Regions from separate parts of the Mus musculus genome. Here region 1 is linked to region 2. The links are chromatin contacts, called in public HiChIP or PLAC-seq maps. All regions are on one chromosome and are shown on one strand. Each heading gives the region's core, a stretch centred on a gene start, on an enhancer-like site or on the middle of the called end of the contact. The rest is flanking DNA. Distances are from core to core; before and after follow the strand shown. Region 1 holds the start of 1700001G11Rik (RIKEN cDNA 1700001G11 gene). Region 2 overlaps Ptk2b (PTK2 protein tyrosine kinase 2 beta).

Region 1 (3,114 bases), core at 164-2,663, 39 kb after region 2:
CAGGTGGCTCCTCATGGCTTGCTCAGATTGCTTCTTTATACAAGCACCTGCCCTGGGGGGGGGGGGGTTGAGGGAGTGCATGGGGGGAGGGACATAGCCCACAGGGGACTAGGCCTTCCCAAATCAATCAAGCCTCCTACAGAACCATCTTATGGATGGTTTCTTCCATAAGATGTTTTCTCCCTTCAGGTTTCCTCTTTCCAAATGACTCCAGCTTGCGTCAAGTTGACAAAACTTACCAGCATGGACTTTCCATAAACACCACCAGTGGCTTTACAGGAAGAAGTGAGATCTGAGCAGGCAGGCTTGTCTGTCTGGGCATGTGACTCTCTCTATCGCATCAAGATGCAGCAGGAAGGCTGGCACACAGTTCTTGAATATCCCTGCCTCTGGAACCTCTATTCTTTATAAACCATCCCGTCTGTGGTTCTGGCAAGAGGAATAGGAAAGAGACCCAAACACACTGCCTTTTGTAATTGTTTATCTAGTGCATTTTTTAAAAATTGTTTCATATGATCCCAAGGAATTTGCAAATCTGCAGTGCCTTGCTGAATTAGTGTGTATGTTGGGGTAAGACAGCAGCGGAAGGTTACAAATATCAACTAGGAATGGGCAGCTGGGAACATTCAGACTGCCTTTCTTGCCAGAATCCAAAGTGGATTTTTTTTTTTTTTTTAAGTGTCCCTGTGTAACCCAGGCTGGTCTCAAACTCTTGATCCTCCTGCCCCAGCCTCCCAAATGCTGAGATTACAAGCATGTTCATCACGACTTTCTCACCCTGACTTTAATGAAGATGCCACGAGCATGCTTCCCTATTAATTTCGTTCTCACACGTCCTTTTCACGGAAACCACCATTTTACACTGGAACTCATTTATCCAACCACAAGCCGGGAATCTCAACTCCTCAGGTCTTCCCGCTACCTCGAGGTGGCAGTAAGCCCGACCAAAGTCAGCGGACGACCTATGTGAGGGTTTTGAGAAACCATTCCCAGTGCTGCATGACCTCCCCCCCCCCTACTGCTTTGGGCCCAGGTTCAGACCCCACCTAGGGAGCTCAGGAGTTAAGCCATGGACATCCCTTCCCATCTATACCAGGAGTCTGAGATAGCGGGAATTGCTTAAGGATGGCGGCCCGTGGCTTCACTTCCTATTTGACAACGGAAACCCGACACTGCAGTGGGACGACAGATCCTTCCGCCTTGGAGCTAACGGAGATCGCGGACCACACCTCCTCTGGGAGACCCCGCGCAAGACGGAAGTGGGAGGGTCCACGCCCTCAAAGCCCATCCGTGATTGGTTGGAGCCGCCTTAAGCTCCCAGATCTTCAGCAGGGACAACGCCCGCAGGCTAGGCATGAAGGCGGCGACACCGGTGGTGGTGACGGCGGCTGCTCCTGCGATGGAGCCGGGCCCTTCTGTGTCCCCGGGGCCTTCGCGCTCCTTCAAAGAGGAGCTGCTGTGTGCCGTGTGCTACGACCCGTTCCGCGACGCAGTAACTCTGCGCTGTGGCCACAACTTCTGCCGCCGGTGCGTGAGCGGCTGCTGGGAGGTGCAGACGACGCCCTCGTGTCCGGTGTGCAAGGAACGAGCGGTGCCCGGGGAGCTGCGCACCAACCACACGCTCAACAACCTGGTGGAGACCTTGCTGCGCGAGGAGGCTGAGGGCGCGCGCTGGACCGGTCGCCGGTCCCCGCGCCCCTGCCGTGCGCACCGTGCCCCGCTCACGCTCTTCTGCCTGGAGGACAAGGAGCTGCTGTGCTGTGCTTGCCAGGCCGACGCCCGGCACCAAGAGCATCGTGTGCAGCCCATCAAGGACACTGCGCAAGACTTCCGGGTGAGCACCGCGCCAGCCCGCCCTGGGGACCCCCGGCCTGCCCCTCCCCCTCCTCCAGGCCTAGCAACCATCTTGCCCCCGGTCCAGGCCAATCTGAACAACGATGGGGAATAGTATGGTCTGCAGACATTTGGGCTTGGCGCGGTCATTTTAGAAATGGAAGAGGCCAGGACCTAGCAGAGTTCTAAGGCCTTGAGATTTCCCCTGCCCAGCAGTGCCTTGATCAACGGGTTACAGAGCCGTAAGAAAGGCCTGTGGCGCTTGCCTGCTGCCTTGCTCCTCTTACTCTTAGTATCCAAATATCTGGAGTTCCAGTGGTTATAATTAAACCAAGAGCAGCTGACACAGCAAAACTAGCATGGCGGGGAAGGGTGGGTGTCGGGGCTGTAGGAGATCACGCTAGGCAAGTACTTTACCTCGCAGCTGCACCCCAAGCCTACTTTTGATTTTGAGCCAAGCTCTTAAATTAGCCAGGATGGCCTTGAACTTTTCTTTGCTTGCCTCAGCCTTTCGAGTGGCTGAGATTGCAGGCTTGTGCCACCAGGCCCAGTGAAAAAGTCTTTGTTCTAAAACAGAAAAAAAAAAAAAAAAAAGGCAGACATTTTCGATAACAATTTGACCTAATCGCTTAGATATGCATGCTCCATTGCTTTCCAAAACATTCATACTGACATATTGACTGATTTTTCTTTTTTTAAAGGGTTTCTGAAATGTCCATTTTACTCTGGCAGTATCTTGTTACTTTTCTCGTTTAAAGTCATTGATGTACTGAAACAGCTAAATTTGTTTCATCAGCCACTAACACACGGGTCAGACCCACAGTTGGGAGGGCCCAGGGTTAGCCACTAGGAAGCCTGACATAGTGAAAAGGAGGTACTGTAAGAGCCCACTGGGCCTGATCTTCAGACGCCCTTTCTCCACTTGGTGAAATGTCTTTTTTTGAGAATCAGCAGTTGATGGCAGCTCCATACAGATTGGAAGCAGAGCAGATGGGTGCTGTCTACATCCACGTTCCTCCAGTTATCCATCATATTAGCTCAGCAGTGGTTCATAGTGCCTGTTCCCTCGTTCATTAGTGCTAGATCTCTTATTTGGCATAGCTGAAATAGACAGCCTAGAAGTTTAGGTCCTGGTTCGAATTCCCCTGGGCTAGCAAAGGTACTGATTAGCATGGGTGGTGTCCTCAGAATGGGGTAAAACATCAACCGAAGGCCTGTGATCCAGGGGACAGAGAGCGTGTGGGCCTGGAGACTGCCTTCTGTTCTTGCTGGCTGCCTCGT
Region 2 (3,114 bases), core at 349-2,848:
CACTGCCTCCAAAATTAATGGCCCTGCATTGGCTAATTTTCTATTGCTGTGATAAAACACCATGGCCAAGGCAACTTATAGAAGAAAGAGTTCCGTTGGGCTTTCAGTTCCTTAGGGATCAAGTCCATGATGCAAAGTAAAGGGGTGGTGGCGAGAGCAGGAAGCTAAGAGATCACATCCCGAACCCTAAGCACGAAGCAGAGACAGCGAGCCAGAAGTGGCTCGTGTCTTTAAATCCTCAAAGCCCATCTCCAGTGATGCACTTCTTTCAACAAGCCCGCACTTCCTAAACTTCCCAAAGAGCACCACCAACTGGGAAACAAATGTTTGCATACCCAAGACTATGGGGGGCATCTTAGTCAATCCATCACAAGCTCCATCAATGAAAAACCTGAATCAATTTCTAGTGCTCTCTCATAGTTAATGCTGAATAAATCTTTTAAATCATATAGCGAAAATGTTTACTATTCTGAATCATTATATTTTGTTCTTGAAGAAAATGTTACTGGTTTCGATACAAAACCGTCCTGAGTTTAGAAAAATATGCATCTAGATAGATAAAGTTGTTAGTATGGCTGGTGTGTGTGTGTGTGTGTGTGTGTGTGTGTGTGTGTGTGTGTGTGTGTGTAGAAGCAAGAGGACAACTTTAGGTATCTTTCCCCAGGTTCCACTCGTCTCCTATTTTTCACTGGCTTGAATCTGGCTGAGGAGGTTTGCTGCTTCACCTGTGAACTTTAAGGATTCACCTGTCTCCATCTCTCTAGTGTTTAGAATAGAAGTGAAAACCACCAGGCTCAGCTTTCTTTTACATGAACGCTTGGAAACTGAACTCAGCTGCTCATGCCCACAAGACATGGATCTATCTCCATAGTCTCTGGCTGACTCTTATGGCAAAACACAGGTTCACAAGTATGGGGTCTCTTACTACCCCAATCCCCGCCTGCCCCTGCCCAGTGAAGTACCTGCTTACCTTGATGGGCATTTAGAAGAGAAAGGAGAGGCTAAAAGGCTTCTCTTGGTTCAGTGTGTGTGTGTGTGGGGGGGGTGTCTTTATAATGTTTTATCTTTATATTATTATTATTTTATGTGTATGAGTATTATGCCTGCATGTAGCATTTGCACCACAGTCTGGAAGTATGGAGTCTAGAAGGAGGCATTGGATGCCCTGGAACTGAAGTTTTGGACAATTGTAAGTTACTGTGTGGATGCTAAGAATCAGACTGGGGTCCTCTGGAAGAGCAGCCGGTGCCCTTACCGGCTGAGCCATCTCTCCAGCTCTTGGTTTTTATTTGTGTTTCTCACAGGAATCCATTGTGACCCTCACTTGGCCTTCCATACCTCATGCAGAGGAGTAAGTGGGTGTAAAAAAAGCCCTTTGGCTGCTCACCAAGATCTATGTACAGTGGGGCGGGGAGAGACGCCACCGTAGTTCTTCATTGAGCATACAGAAAGCTGGAGAATCGAAGAAGAGCAGAGATCCCACGACAGAAGGGAGCTGGGTTGGCTGAGCAAAGAAGACACAGCCCTGCCCATGGGCCCCTGAGTCACCCAGGATAGGCAGCACAGAGTCAGCTCCCTGCCCAGAGGAAGTGGAACCCGAACATCAGACTGAGTCATATTTATTGAAGAGACGCTGGGAACAAAAGCTGTAGACAAGAGCCTGTGCGGGGGAAGGTGTTCAAACTGCTTTTCCCCACCCCGTTAGCCCTGTTTCCCTGCCTGCTACGTGGGCCGTGGCTTACAGAAACCAAACACACGGTCTACTTTCACATCAGCCCTGGGCAGGCAGCTTTAACCCCATTGCAGCAGGTGTGTTTTGAGAAAGTGGCTTAAGACTGATATTTCATGATTAACATTTCCCCATAGACTATGTCTATGTTTTATTCAAAAGATAATGTGTCTGAAATGATCCTGTGACTTGTGAAGTGTTGACAATTTAATGTTTAAAATGGTTAAAAAAAAAAAAAACCTACTCTGGGATTGTAAAAGATCTTTTTGGAGATCCAGTCCCAGCCTTGCCTAGAGTTGCACTGGAGTAAGCAGAGGTATGGAAGTCAACAGATTCGGGGAATCTGGACAGAGACTGCCTCCATGTTATAGCAGAGCCTTGGGTAAATGCTCTTCTATTGTTTTAGTTAGGTATTTTTATTTGCAATGTAAAAGAAACATTTTTTTTAAGTGTTCACAGTTAACCTCCAGTCGCATCTTGGGAAACAGTTTCCTAAGCTGTGAATGGTGGGTAGGTTGGGCAGTTGCCAGAGTCTCTCTTGACTTAACTGCCTTTGGTTATGACCTACTATTCTAGCTGTCTGGGTAGAAAATTGGTAAATCTGCCTCCCCGTAGATCCTCATCAAATCCCTCTGTCTTTTCAAAGCTAGCTCTAACTAGGTCACTGGTTGACCTCTGTGGTATATTTAACTTCTAGGGATTAAGGTTTTGTTTTTGTTTTTCTTTTAATTAAAAAGCAGGAGTTTTAGCAAGAAGCCCTGCTTAGCTCCTCAATGACGTTGCACGATTGAGGGGGTGGGGGTTGGTAAACTCGCTCGCTCGGTGAAGCTGCACATGCCCCTTTCTAAGGGCTTTGAAAAGTATCGTCCGGTGAGAGAAGGAGCCTTGAGAGCTTGCTGGGTTTCCTACCTTTCCCGTAGAGATCTTCCTTTATGAGACAAGCCTCCAATTGCCTAAGGGTAGGTGTTCGGGCAAAGCGCTCATGCCTCTGGAATGTCTGTTCATCTTTGGCCAGACTCCCAACCTTCGAGATCCAATAACACCCAAATTCTATTTGACTTACTCTAAACCACCTATGGAGTGTGCTTTGCCACCTCTTGCCTCCAGAAAGCCTGCATTTGCAAATTTGCCCTTCACCCAGCTACCACGTAATTGCCATGGAAGTACAGGTGACATAAACCCCAAACACCCACCTCAGGGACTGCTCTCTCAGCACCTCAACTCAGCCTTGGTTAGCTTCTGACTCATTTGGTTTTTGTTCCCCAGCCAGAATTAGAAGAGGCCTGTAAAATGTTCTTAAAGTCCTAACTAGGTGCCACCTAGCCACCTTAATCATGGGGCCCAAGGAAAGAAAAGGTAGAAGTGTGGCTATAATTTATTCTGAC

The links. HiChIP or PLAC-seq counts read pairs in DNA pulled down with a chosen protein or histone mark.
Region 1: a BATF HiChIP or PLAC-seq map of CD8 T cells shows a contact between it and region 2, with 14 read pairs. The contact joins the promoter of 1700001G11Rik here to the enhancer-like site in region 2. A contact is called at or near these places in 3 of 15 datasets of contacts at CTCF or cohesin (CD8 T cells, the G1E-ER4 cell line and the NIH/3T3 cell line), 13 of 484 Hi-C or Micro-C datasets (CD4 T cells, CD8 T cells, the G1E-ER4 cell line and 9 more), 14 of 115 datasets of contacts at active chromatin or transcription factors (CD8 T cells, the HPC-7 cell line, Th17 cells and 9 more) and 2 of 9 other capture datasets (adipose tissue and pancreatic islet).

The regions. Positions count from the first base shown.
Region 1 is chr14:66,295,716-66,298,829 of GRCm38.p6, forward strand. It overlaps 1700001G11Rik (RIKEN cDNA 1700001G11 gene), which reads right to left and starts at 1,414. Exons shown (of 3, transcript NR_038077.1): 1 at 1,094-1,414; 2 at 240-429. It overlaps Trim35 (tripartite motif-containing 35), which reads left to right and starts at 1,310. Exons shown (of 6, transcript NM_029979.3): 1 at 1,310-1,834. The coding sequence starts at 1,355.
Region 2 is chr14:66,256,248-66,259,361 of GRCm38.p6, forward strand. The region is part of intron 1 of Ptk2b (PTK2 protein tyrosine kinase 2 beta); the gene reads right to left. Among named protein-coding and RNA genes, the nearest start is that of Ptk2b, 23 kb to the right of the region's middle. Within about 2 kb of position 1,599, at least 182 of the 459 cell types and tissues checked have an H3K27ac peak or open chromatin away from gene starts, as enhancers often do. A contact at or near this core is called in CD8 T cells, the G1E-ER4 cell line, the HPC-7 cell line and 13 more, where this site is marked.